2 separate regions of the Gossypium hirsutum genome follow, and region 1 is linked to region 2. A link is a contact called in public Hi-C data. All regions are on one chromosome and are shown on one strand. The core of a region is the stretch at or near the end of the contact, and the rest is flanking DNA. Distances in the headings are between cores, read along the strand shown.

Region 1 (5,177 bases), core at 979-3,478, 270 kb before region 2:
AGCCGTATCCCAGATCTGTGCCTTAACTTCCTTCCCATTTATATCCAATTTCTGAGTTTGAAACTCCACTCCTATGGTTGACTTGGAATTTGGGTAGAATTCATTCCTAGCAAATCTTGCAAGTAAATTCGATTTCCCAACAGCTGAATCACCAACTAGTACAATCTTGAAAAGGTAATCCTCAGTTTTTTCTTCCTCTGAAACAAAAGCCATTTTACAACCTTCCTACAAGTGTCACTCTATATAACCATATCAACAATGAAAAGCACTCGGAATTAAGTTTCTTCTCTGGTACTTGAAGTTATCACCTAAGAAGCACCAACCTTGTATCCTGTTCAAGAACAGAAATGGGTTTACCGAAGAAAAGAATAAAGGCAAGCTGAAAAAGGAAGCTAAAATAGGAATAAAGAGTACAAATGTGTCATTCAGCAATTGCTTACATGAAAATACCTTTCTTGTGAAGCAAATATTAGGTCAATTGAATAAAAAAGGAATAAACTCTACTCCACTTTCACCCTCCTGCAACATAGACAAATCTATCCTGAGCACCCTACGCGTGTAGTACTAATGACCTTCCTAGTGAATATGTACGTTACGGTTCCTGCAGGAACAAGACGAGGGCCCTCATGTAAAACCAACCAAAGTACTAATCGTTACAGTACAGGGTAAAACAAATGTCTGTCTCCGGCTAAAATATTCAAGATAAGTAAAATATTTATCAGAATTTGAAAAGTAAACAATTAAGTGAAACAAGTAATATGCAACTCATTAAAGTCTTTTAATTATATAGTTCCTTAGAAGGCAAGGAACAGTACCTTGATCTCTCCAACTTGCTAACACCTTGCCTCGCACCTGAAATCCCACTTAAGCTCCTTCTACTGCTTAGATTTTAGAAGCTCAAAATAAGGACATATGATAAATGCCAGATCATTCAAGTGAAATATCCAAATAATCGATTGGAAATAAAAAAACAACTCACCCAACAACCGTGACAGATTAATAGCCCACCTAAGATTCCTAATCCTATGTTTAGTCCTTGCCCTTAACCAGTAAAACATCACATCATTTTTGTATAAACTTTAAAAGTTAACAGATATAAGTGTCATTAGATAACAAAAAACTAAAGGCCAAATTTGGTAGCAAAGAACTGATAATTGATAAGATCTTTTGAACAACAATTATATATGAAATCAATCATAAGCAATAAATCATCTGCAAGGGCAATATAAGATGCTTGATTGTATAATAATATGCATCAACTATGCACTAGACCTTATAAGATAACATGTGATAGTTCAATCTTTTGAATATTACCACTGGACCATGGTACAGAAACAATATAGAACTTCATATATAAACAAGCCCTTGTGCTTTCACTTCTAACTGTAAGAATTCTTTTAAAAAGTTACTTTTTGTCTTATTCTTTGTTTTAATCATTAGAGATGCTGAAAAACTCAGTCTTTAAAAGGTTTCATATATTTTCCAATAGGAGTCATTTAAAGAGTTAAATTTAAGGATTGAAAAATTTTACTGCTATGTCAACAGCTCATAAAAATTCACTGAAACACAGAAACTCTGATTGTATGAACTAGAGAACTTTGACCAGGAAATAAGCTATAGATCCAAGTAAATCAATTTCAACATTCAAAGAAAAAAATATATATGCTCTTGATCATAAAGTAGAGCATCTGCATCTTGCAAAGAGAGATCAAATTATAGCATACTAGACTCAGTTTTGCATCAAAGAGACACCGGTAGAAACTAAATCACCAAGCAAACTGCCCTTTTGTTTTATATTTTGCAATTGACTAAAAGGCTAGAACCAAGTTCATATATGGAACAGCCAGTTAACTCTTTCCATAAAAGAAGAAAAAAAAAACCTTAAAAGCACCGAACCATTATAACTAAGTCTAGAATATCCAAATGAATTAGAGCAGAAAAAATCGATTTTGATATGATCAAATCTTAAAAACCATGAATTTAAGCAAGGTATTGACAAAACAGAGATTAGCAAAAACATACAAAGTAAAAGTTAGTAAGAAAAAAGAACAAAAATGTGATTGAGAAATGATCTAGAAACAAGCAAAATACAAAACCCAATTCGTAAATCTCATCAAATATTAATACAAAAAAAGGGACTTAAAAATCTAAAGAAAAAGAGATCGTGTTTGTTTACACTCACCAGCTATAAGAAGAATTTCAGGAGGCTCCCCTCACCCTTCTTTTTTTTTTTCTCTACCAGGAATTACGATCAAATAAAAGAGTTAACAATGGATCTGATTATATGATAATGTCAATGGCTTAGAGATACAAATTCAAAGGATTTAAGGGTTAGGCTTTTCCAAGGAGGTGAGGGAGCCGAGTGCAGAGACAAGACAACCCCAGATTTGCATTTACTCTGGTTACTGGTTTAGCCACCCCTTAATTTCCTGGGCTTATTTTTTTGGGCCTTATATTCCCCTTGGACTTCATCATAGATAAAAAACTTTCCGTATCTTGCTCAAAGAATTGGTTTTCAATGCGTATGAAAGTTGAAAACTCTAGTTGTGGAGGAACCATATGCAGAAAACTATAGTTGAAATGAAGCAGGAATGTTTGAGCACATAGGCTAAAGATTAGGGAAGGATGTCCCTCCAGTACTACTAATAGTGATGGAAAGAGGAATGTATGTTGGTTTTGAACTTCCCACAAAAAAAGCCAGATTATGATATGGACTTATATTGCTGACTGACCATGTTCTTAAATGGTAGGGGCCATGGAAGACTAGAGCATAGCTAATATTTAGCCAACATTTATCATTTTGCAGGTGCCTTATCTACACAAAAGCTTAAGCTTTGTTTGGTTTTGTCATAAAATGCAGTTGACATTGCCAACCTTGTTCAGTAGATGGTTTCGGCGGCATTGCAGTTTGGTGATGCAGAAAGAAGGACCCACCTCCCATACCCCATTACCACCTTTCATTTTGCCTAGGTGCACGAACTTACAGCTACTGCTGCTGCTGTAGCAGCTAAGGTGAAAACCTTGGCTTCTTCCTTGTGGTTAAATGTAATGTTTTGGCTCTCCAAAACTAACTGGACCACCTTCCATGGTTTTGACTTTTGTACACCAAAATCTGTGCCAAAGGATTTATTTCATCTATTGCATTCATTGTTTTTTGGTACTCATGGATCAGACATCAAATGAGATTGATAACAAGACTCGAACTTTAATTCTTTAATTCTTTGCTAAAACGTTAATGAGTACTCAATCAACTGGAATAATCATATTCTATCTGTATGTACTGTAGCACATTTTAACTATATGCCGACAAAACAAGAGTAGACATTGTTTGATTCGGTGACAGATATGAGGGTAAATAAAATAGATGGTCATAAATTTCTCCCTAAAATTGAAAATGAAGGGGCAAGATCAAAAGTTGAGAGCGTGCTTGATCACACGCACTTGGTAAATAGGTTGCCGACAGTTTGATAAGATATTACCTAGGATACCAACACTTTAGGTGCCCTGAGCTAGCACAATTCTGTCAATCTTGGTTCTACTGGGCCTTTGTCTAATATAAAAATGTTCCAAGCAAACTCTCAACTTTACACTTCTGCCTACTGCACTGATCTTTTGATCATGTAATTCTGTGAAAGGCTTGGGCCTTTCGGTTTATGCTTACATATTAATAAAAAAAATCAAATCTAGCAAGATTACTGGTTTAATTAGATATTGAGTTAAAAGCTTAATATAAGATGAATACTGGTTCTGGTTGCCATGAAATGAGGAAAGACTTTGTTGTTTCCTATTCCGAATAGCTACATTTTGTTGATCTTAAGTTACAGTTACCTCAATTTCGACCACATAATTATGTCCATTCTTGTTTCCGTGGGTAGTCATGTTTCAAACTTTATCGTAGAAATATGGATTATATTCAAGAAACCTGTCACTTATAATCTTATTTGTTGTTTGGTGATGTCTTTATGTAGCAAGTTGGGTTGTTAAATGGATAGAGTTGTTTGATAGGGTGATCTACAAGACAAAGGATACTAAGAGGGGTCGGAAATTGTGGTTTGAGACAATTTCTGATACTAAGGGTTAGTAGCAATATTTTTAAAAAGTATTTTTAAAAGGTGTTATGAAAAAGTACTTTTAAGAAGTACTTTTCACAAGTTTAGTTTAAGATTTGAGTGTTTAGTATTATTGTTAAAATGTCTATTTTAAATATGATATTATCAAGTAATAAATATATATTTAAATAATATTTAAATTAGTTAATATTATTATATTTTAGTAAGAATATAAAAAATAATTTATTATAACTTATTGTTAATTTTTTAATATGTAAAATATAAATTTTAAATATTTTTAAGCAATAAACATTAATTATTTATAAAATTTAATTAGAATATATAAACTATATTTTAAATATTTAAATATGACATTAAATATTTGTAATTAGATATTAACACATTTGTATTATTTAAAAAAATATTTTTTTATTTTTAATTAATAACTTTTTTTAAAAAAAGAAATACTATGTTGCTGGAGTGATGAAAAAGTAATTAAGTATCAAAAGTACTTTTAAAACTAAAAAAGTTAAAAATTTTAATTTCTCCTTTTTAAAAACTAAAAATTTAAAAAAAAAACTTATTTAGCATAACTTTTTATTCAAAAGTATTTTTCTAGCCATAAGTAATACTAAACAACCCTTAATCAATGTTTTAGTAAAAGGGAAAGGTTGATAGAAAATGGTATTAACGAAATTGAGTAGCAATGAGAGGTCATACCTAAGGTAAAGTCAATGTAATTATTACTATGATTGATTGACGTGACATCTCTTATTTGATAGGGAAGCTTTGTAGCTCAGACTTCAAGGTAAAAGCTGCTCTTGTTATATGGAGAGAATCCCATTTTGCCGCATATGGATTTATGACGCTGGCAAATAAGCTCTTGGATGTTAAAGAGCGTGAGCTCATGTAAGCATTCTGCTTTCTTGGATCTCATTTAGGTCTTGGTCATTTTTTGTGTGGATATAACAATAGTTCTTCCTTTTGATGAATGAGTGCGAAAGATTTCCAATGTTTGTGGAGAGCATCATGTGAATATTTTCTTTATGTGTGAGACTCTGTAAAAAATTCTTTTTGCCTTAAATAAATTATGACATATTTGTGTAGCCTATTTTAATGGAGGTTATC
Region 2 (5,623 bases), core at 137-2,636:
ATTTTAAATTTTAAAAATGTTGATCGAGAAGGATGACATTCAAAATTATATTGAAAGAAAATAAAATCATTAATTTAAGTGAAATAAATAATCTCTCTGTCCTTGCAAAGCGAAACGTATACTTTGATTATTTCCTTTTTTTAAGGAAAAAAAACACGTATTTCACCGTTTGTTTACTTTTAAAAAGAAAAAAAAAACAGTTGTATTATGTAATTGGTTGGATTTAAATCCATAAATTGAAAGAACTATTAATAACTTTAGACATTTTATTAAAAAAAAAGTAAATTTAAAATACATAACGAAATTGTTTAAAAAAAAATTCCAACTTTATGATCATTATGGTAAATTTCGTCACGGTAATTTTAAATTTTATTTTAAAATTATTAATTTAATTTTTATTGTAAGTATAAGAAGATATCAAGAAAAAAAAGAAGAAGTGAATTTAGAGTTGATCACATGTTTTTAGGGATTATATAAAAAAAGTTTATATACGGTAGTTAGGTAAATGGATATCATCATTATTACAGCAATCTAAGCATAAATTTGAGATTTATAAATGGATTAAGAAATTTATCAAATCGTTTTGCAAAATTGTTCAACGAACTCGTGTTTTAGCTTCAGCTAACATTGATGCCACATCTGATCCATTCTTGCATCTCTTATATATAAAACTGTTTTGCAAAATTCAATTGATTTTTGTTTAGTTTTATGCCTATTTTTATTTTTAAAATGAATAAATAGATTTTTTTTTCTGGTAGATGAGAAATGAAGAAAGAAAAGAGTGAAAATTATTAATCTCAAATTTTGAAACCGAAACATCTCAAACTCACATAATTATGTATTATTAAGATTTTATTCTCCACTCTGTTAAGTAATAGAAAAGGACAAGGATAACATATATGAACATAAATTACATTATAATCAAATCTAACCCTTGACGAGGTTAAAGGAGGTGAGATTCCTGAAATTCAGCCACAACTTCTCCCACACCACAGCCTTATACGTGTTATCGAAGGTCCCTTCCTTCGCCTGCAAAATCAACCGGTAGTTTGTCCCGGCCACCACCTGGGTCTCGCCTTTCACCACCTTAACCAACTTTAAACTCCCATTTGACTGCTTGTTATACTCCTCGACGGCGAATTCCGCGATCTTTATCACGTGTGGGTCCTTGGTGTCTTTGATCGGACTCCATCCTCCGAGGGGAGCCTCCTTTCTGGCGTCGGAGAAGATGAGAGGAAGGAAAATGAGGGAGAGCAAGAGGATCAGGAAGCCTGACTTCTGCTGCATTTTGAGACTGTTTTTCTTTCTCAAGTCTAGTTGCCTTTTTTGTTGTGCTGTAGAGCTGTAGCCTCTGGATTTGAATTTGGAATGAAATTAGATTATTTATAGATAAACATTAATAAACGTAAATCGTAAGTTACGTGGCACACGGTTTTTAATTTTAAGAGGATTTGCCCCTTGAAGTTGATTGAAATTACGATGGAGACACGTCGTTACGTTACTACGAAACGCGCCGAAGCCCAAAACGGGGATCACGAAAGCGGGCCGTTAGGTTAGTATGATTGGAGGGTGGAGACCAGCTGTGAGTTGTGTGGAGGTTTTTAGTAACTGTATTTATTTTATAAGAATTTTAATAAAATCAATCATTTTCAATTTTTTGCATTCAATTGATAATTTATATTCACCGTTAAAAATTAACGACAGTACTAATATAATTGTTAACAGATTTCATGTCAGTCAATAGTTTGGAAATTCGTATTTTGAGGAAATAAGCTTATATGTATAAAAAAAAATTATTTGTCTCAAACACAAATATTACATCTTTTAATAATTTTATCTTACATCAATAATTTTTAATTTTTAATTTTATAATTTTCAACTAGATTTGATTTTTTTAAGATGAAAATGTTAAAATTTAAGATGAAAATATTAATGTCATGTAAAACTATTGAAATATATATATAGATAACATAACGTCTTTATTTTATACAATTATTTTCTTGAATGAGAAAGAAAATGGTAGGAAAAGGAGACATCAGTCAGTCCGATCCAATTCAGTTATATTTTTAAAAATTTTAAATTATTTATCATAATTCGAGATGGTTTTCAATTTTTTATATTCATACTTTGTATATTATTTGATAAAATTCTAAAAAAAAATTTCATAAATAATTCTTTAAAACGCATAATTTTTCAAATAAAATAAATAACAATTATTAACTTTTATATGATATTTTTTAAACAATATCTTTATAAAAAACATTTATTTATTTTTACTATTTTAAATATAAATTTTAAATAAAAAAATATAATGAAAAAGACTAACTTTTTAAGCCAAAACATTTCAATATTCAATGAATTTATAAAATTTCGAATTTTCTTATTCACTTGATTGGGTGGAGTGGGTTGATTGTGAGAATGGTGGTTGTAGCCCACTTAGCACCCCTCGGAAGAAAAATGTGAAAGTGGTCGACGGCTGGCCCAAAATGAAAAATTAGGTGAGCTGATAGTGCTTGATTTTATTTTTATTTTTTTGTGCAAATGAAAATGTTTTAACTTAGGGTTCGTTTGTTTACTAGGTTTTCCAGTGTTTGTTTTGCTTGAAAATCACTTACATTGGTAAAACATTTTCAGAAACATGGGAAAATGAGAATGAATTTTGGGGAAAATGTTTTACCGATTTTATTTCTGTAAAACATTTTCCATCTTTCCTCCTCATTCCATCCGTCTCCTTCTTCATCCAATTAGACCAGTTCCCTTCCTGAAACAAAGCTCAAGGTAACTTTTTTATGATTTACTCTGCATTTCATTCAATTTGTCACCTCTCTCACTTAAATCTTCTTCTTCCTTTTTTTTTTCTTTTGTTAAAGAATGTACTTGGATTTTGCATCTGTTTGGATTTTGCATCAGTCTGTTGAAGAATCTTTTTCTTCTTCTTTTATGCTTTATTTAAAATCTATTTGTTTCTGGGTTTTGCATAATTTAGTTTATGCTTGCTCTTTTATTACCGTAGATTTGTTTTTTTTCTTTGATTTTCTACTCTTATATAGTGTGCCTCTATCTCTATGAAACATAGAGTCTTTGTTTCTTAGTTAGATTCTTTCCTGACTTAAACCAAAGCAACTCTTTCACCTCTCCACGGACACTATCACTAAACCATAGCTACTTTCATCATTGATCTAGTGGCATTCTATCTTTCATCCCGTAGGCTAGCTGCTTGCTGCAACATTTAGCATTCTTCCTTTATGGCATTAACAAAAACAAAGCATTGTGAGAGAGAACAGGCCATTCCCCTGTCTGTTCATTTTTTATTCAATCAAGTCCATAGATATTTGGTAACAAAACATTATCTTCCTTTTCTTCTTTCTCTCTTCCAAATTCTTCATCATAGAAACAAAACCCAAAGGTAGAACCATTTTTGCAAGCATAATTTTTCAAAATTTCGGATACCACTTCTTTCACTTTCTTTAGAACTCTGTTTTCTTCTTTCTTTTTGGGGAATTTAAAGATGAAGAAACGGAGAGATAAGCTGACTTGAAAGATGATGGAGCCAGTGCCAGGGGCATTGGGAACTAGCGTTAGCTTGGCTCTTCGTTTGGGACAAACCATTTTCTCCTTTGTTTCACTTCTTTTCATGTGTTTGGGTGTTGAATTCTATAACTATACTTCTTTCAAGTGATTCCCAAAAGCTTCATTTCTTCTATTTTGTTAGGTCAAATTTTGATTTTTGGTTTTCTCTTTACCCTTTAATCGTTAATACCCATGACCTTATTTCTGTTATTTTGTTGGAATTCAATTTATTGCTACTTGATAGTTGATTTCTGGTGTTAAAGTGGAAGTCTGTGGGAAAACTGTCATGATCATCATCTTGATGAATCTAGTACTATGTTAGGAGTTAAAATTTTTATGAGAGGACTGATCAAACATTTCTTTGCTTTTTCATTTTTATTGAGGAAGCAAGATAAATGCAGTCAAATGAACTGTATGCAATTCTTTTATGTGATCTTTTGGGTTCTGGGCTTTGGAATTATCAAATGCTTTCACTTGCTTAACTATCAAACTTCAGTAAGGATTCTAATATAGTTTATTGTTTCTGAGTTTAAAAAAGGGGTGAATTGTATGTTATTTCTTCTATTTCAATGGAAATTTCTCTAAGTTGATTCTAAAACTAGTTATCATGAACCTTAATGGATCTTGTATGGTATCTTCTAATGTTTTTTCCTTGACTTTTGGTCCTTGATTTCTCATGTTCACATAAACATCGAACCAGATAGTACGACACTATCTGTCTTATCTGTCTTAACTTTTGTAAATGTTCAGAACTCTTTATATATCAATTTTAAGATGAGAATATAACTAACTTGTATGGTAACTTATGTACTCCAAGATTCTCACATCCAATTACCGTTTCATTTTGGTAGGTTTTCAGTGTGCTTATAAGATGAGATACAAGTACTAATTGTTTTGATTCATCATGGTATCGTTTTGGTAGCTTCTCTTGTTTCATTATATGAAGTTCAAAGAAATTCATATCCTGGTGAAGTTAGAAATTGTGGATACTATATATACTAAATTCATATCCTAGTGAAGTTAGAAATTGTGGATAATATTTATACTAAATTAATGTATTTATTATGTCCATGTGCATCAGTTTAGTAGTTAAAAGCTGGTTCAACTATCTGCCACAAGTAGTGAGTCCAAAATCCTATAGTTTCATCATTCTTAGAAAAGAATAAGGAAACTTGAATATCCTATATTCTCTTGATTTTAATATATACAATATGAAATGATGAATAAGTATAGGTCCGGTGTCCATTTTCAACATTACATATATACATTATATTATGACCAATCATTGGTTTATTCTCAAATTGAATCATATCTAATTTTAGTTGTGTTACTAAATTGGTACAAAGAAAGTAGCTTAATTTCTCAAAAAATTATTAATGCAATTATAATTAGCTTAATATGTATGTATGCACTTTAGTCATGGTAACTTTAGTTATATATGTGATCTGATGAAAATCTTGCATCTTTTTTGTAGTGATCAAATATTTGTTTGGCATTATTTTGTGTAGATGGATCGTAATCAAGATCAAAATGCAATTGTCAGAGTCGTGGCTTCAGTTTTAGCTTTTGGGGCTCTTTGGATTAAAAAATTAAAAACTAAGAAGGAAATTGCTTCTCACCCTCGTGTGAATCGAGATTATGAAAGAGAAAACTATATTAATTGTATTTTATATAGAGGTGACCAGCATTGTATTGATGTGATAAGGATGAGACTGATTGTCTTTTTTAATTTGTGTGATATTCTTAGTAGGAATAATTTGTTACAATCAACTAAATCTGTGAATATTAGGGAGCAAGTAGTTATATTTTTACATATAATTGGTCATAATGTAAGGTTTCGAGTAATTGGATCTAAATATTATAGATCAACTGAGACAATTCACTGTTACTTTAGGGTTGTATTAGGAGCTATTTTGAAATTGTATAAAGTAGTTATTAGATTAACTAATGAGTCGACTCCTAGTGAAATTAGAAACAATCCAAGGTTTTATTCTTATTTTAAAGATTGTATTGGAGCATTAGATGGAACTCATGTTCGTGCATCCATTCTACT

What was found. Hi-C and Micro-C count contacts between places; a contact is called where the count stands out from the background.
Region 1: a contact with region 2 is called in a Hi-C map of leaf, with 2.2 times the contacts expected there. The contact joins the promoter of LOC107962069 here to the promoter of LOC107961924 in region 2. A contact is called at or near these places in 3 of 34 Hi-C or Micro-C datasets (all in leaf).

What each region holds. Positions count from the first base shown.
Region 1 is chrA06:118,773,684-118,778,860 of Gossypium_hirsutum_v2.1, reverse strand. LOC107962069 (ras-related protein RABA5a-like) reads right to left here and starts at 2,228. Exons shown (of 5, transcript NM_001327721.1): 1 at 2,183-2,228; 2 at 816-878; 3 at 1-331. The coding sequence starts at 213.
Region 2 is chrA06:118,501,372-118,506,994 of Gossypium_hirsutum_v2.1, reverse strand. LOC107961924 (cysteine proteinase inhibitor 1) reads right to left here and starts at 1,386. Exons shown (of 1, transcript XM_016898097.2): 1 at 819-1,386. The coding sequence starts at 1,287. The coding sequence ends at 928.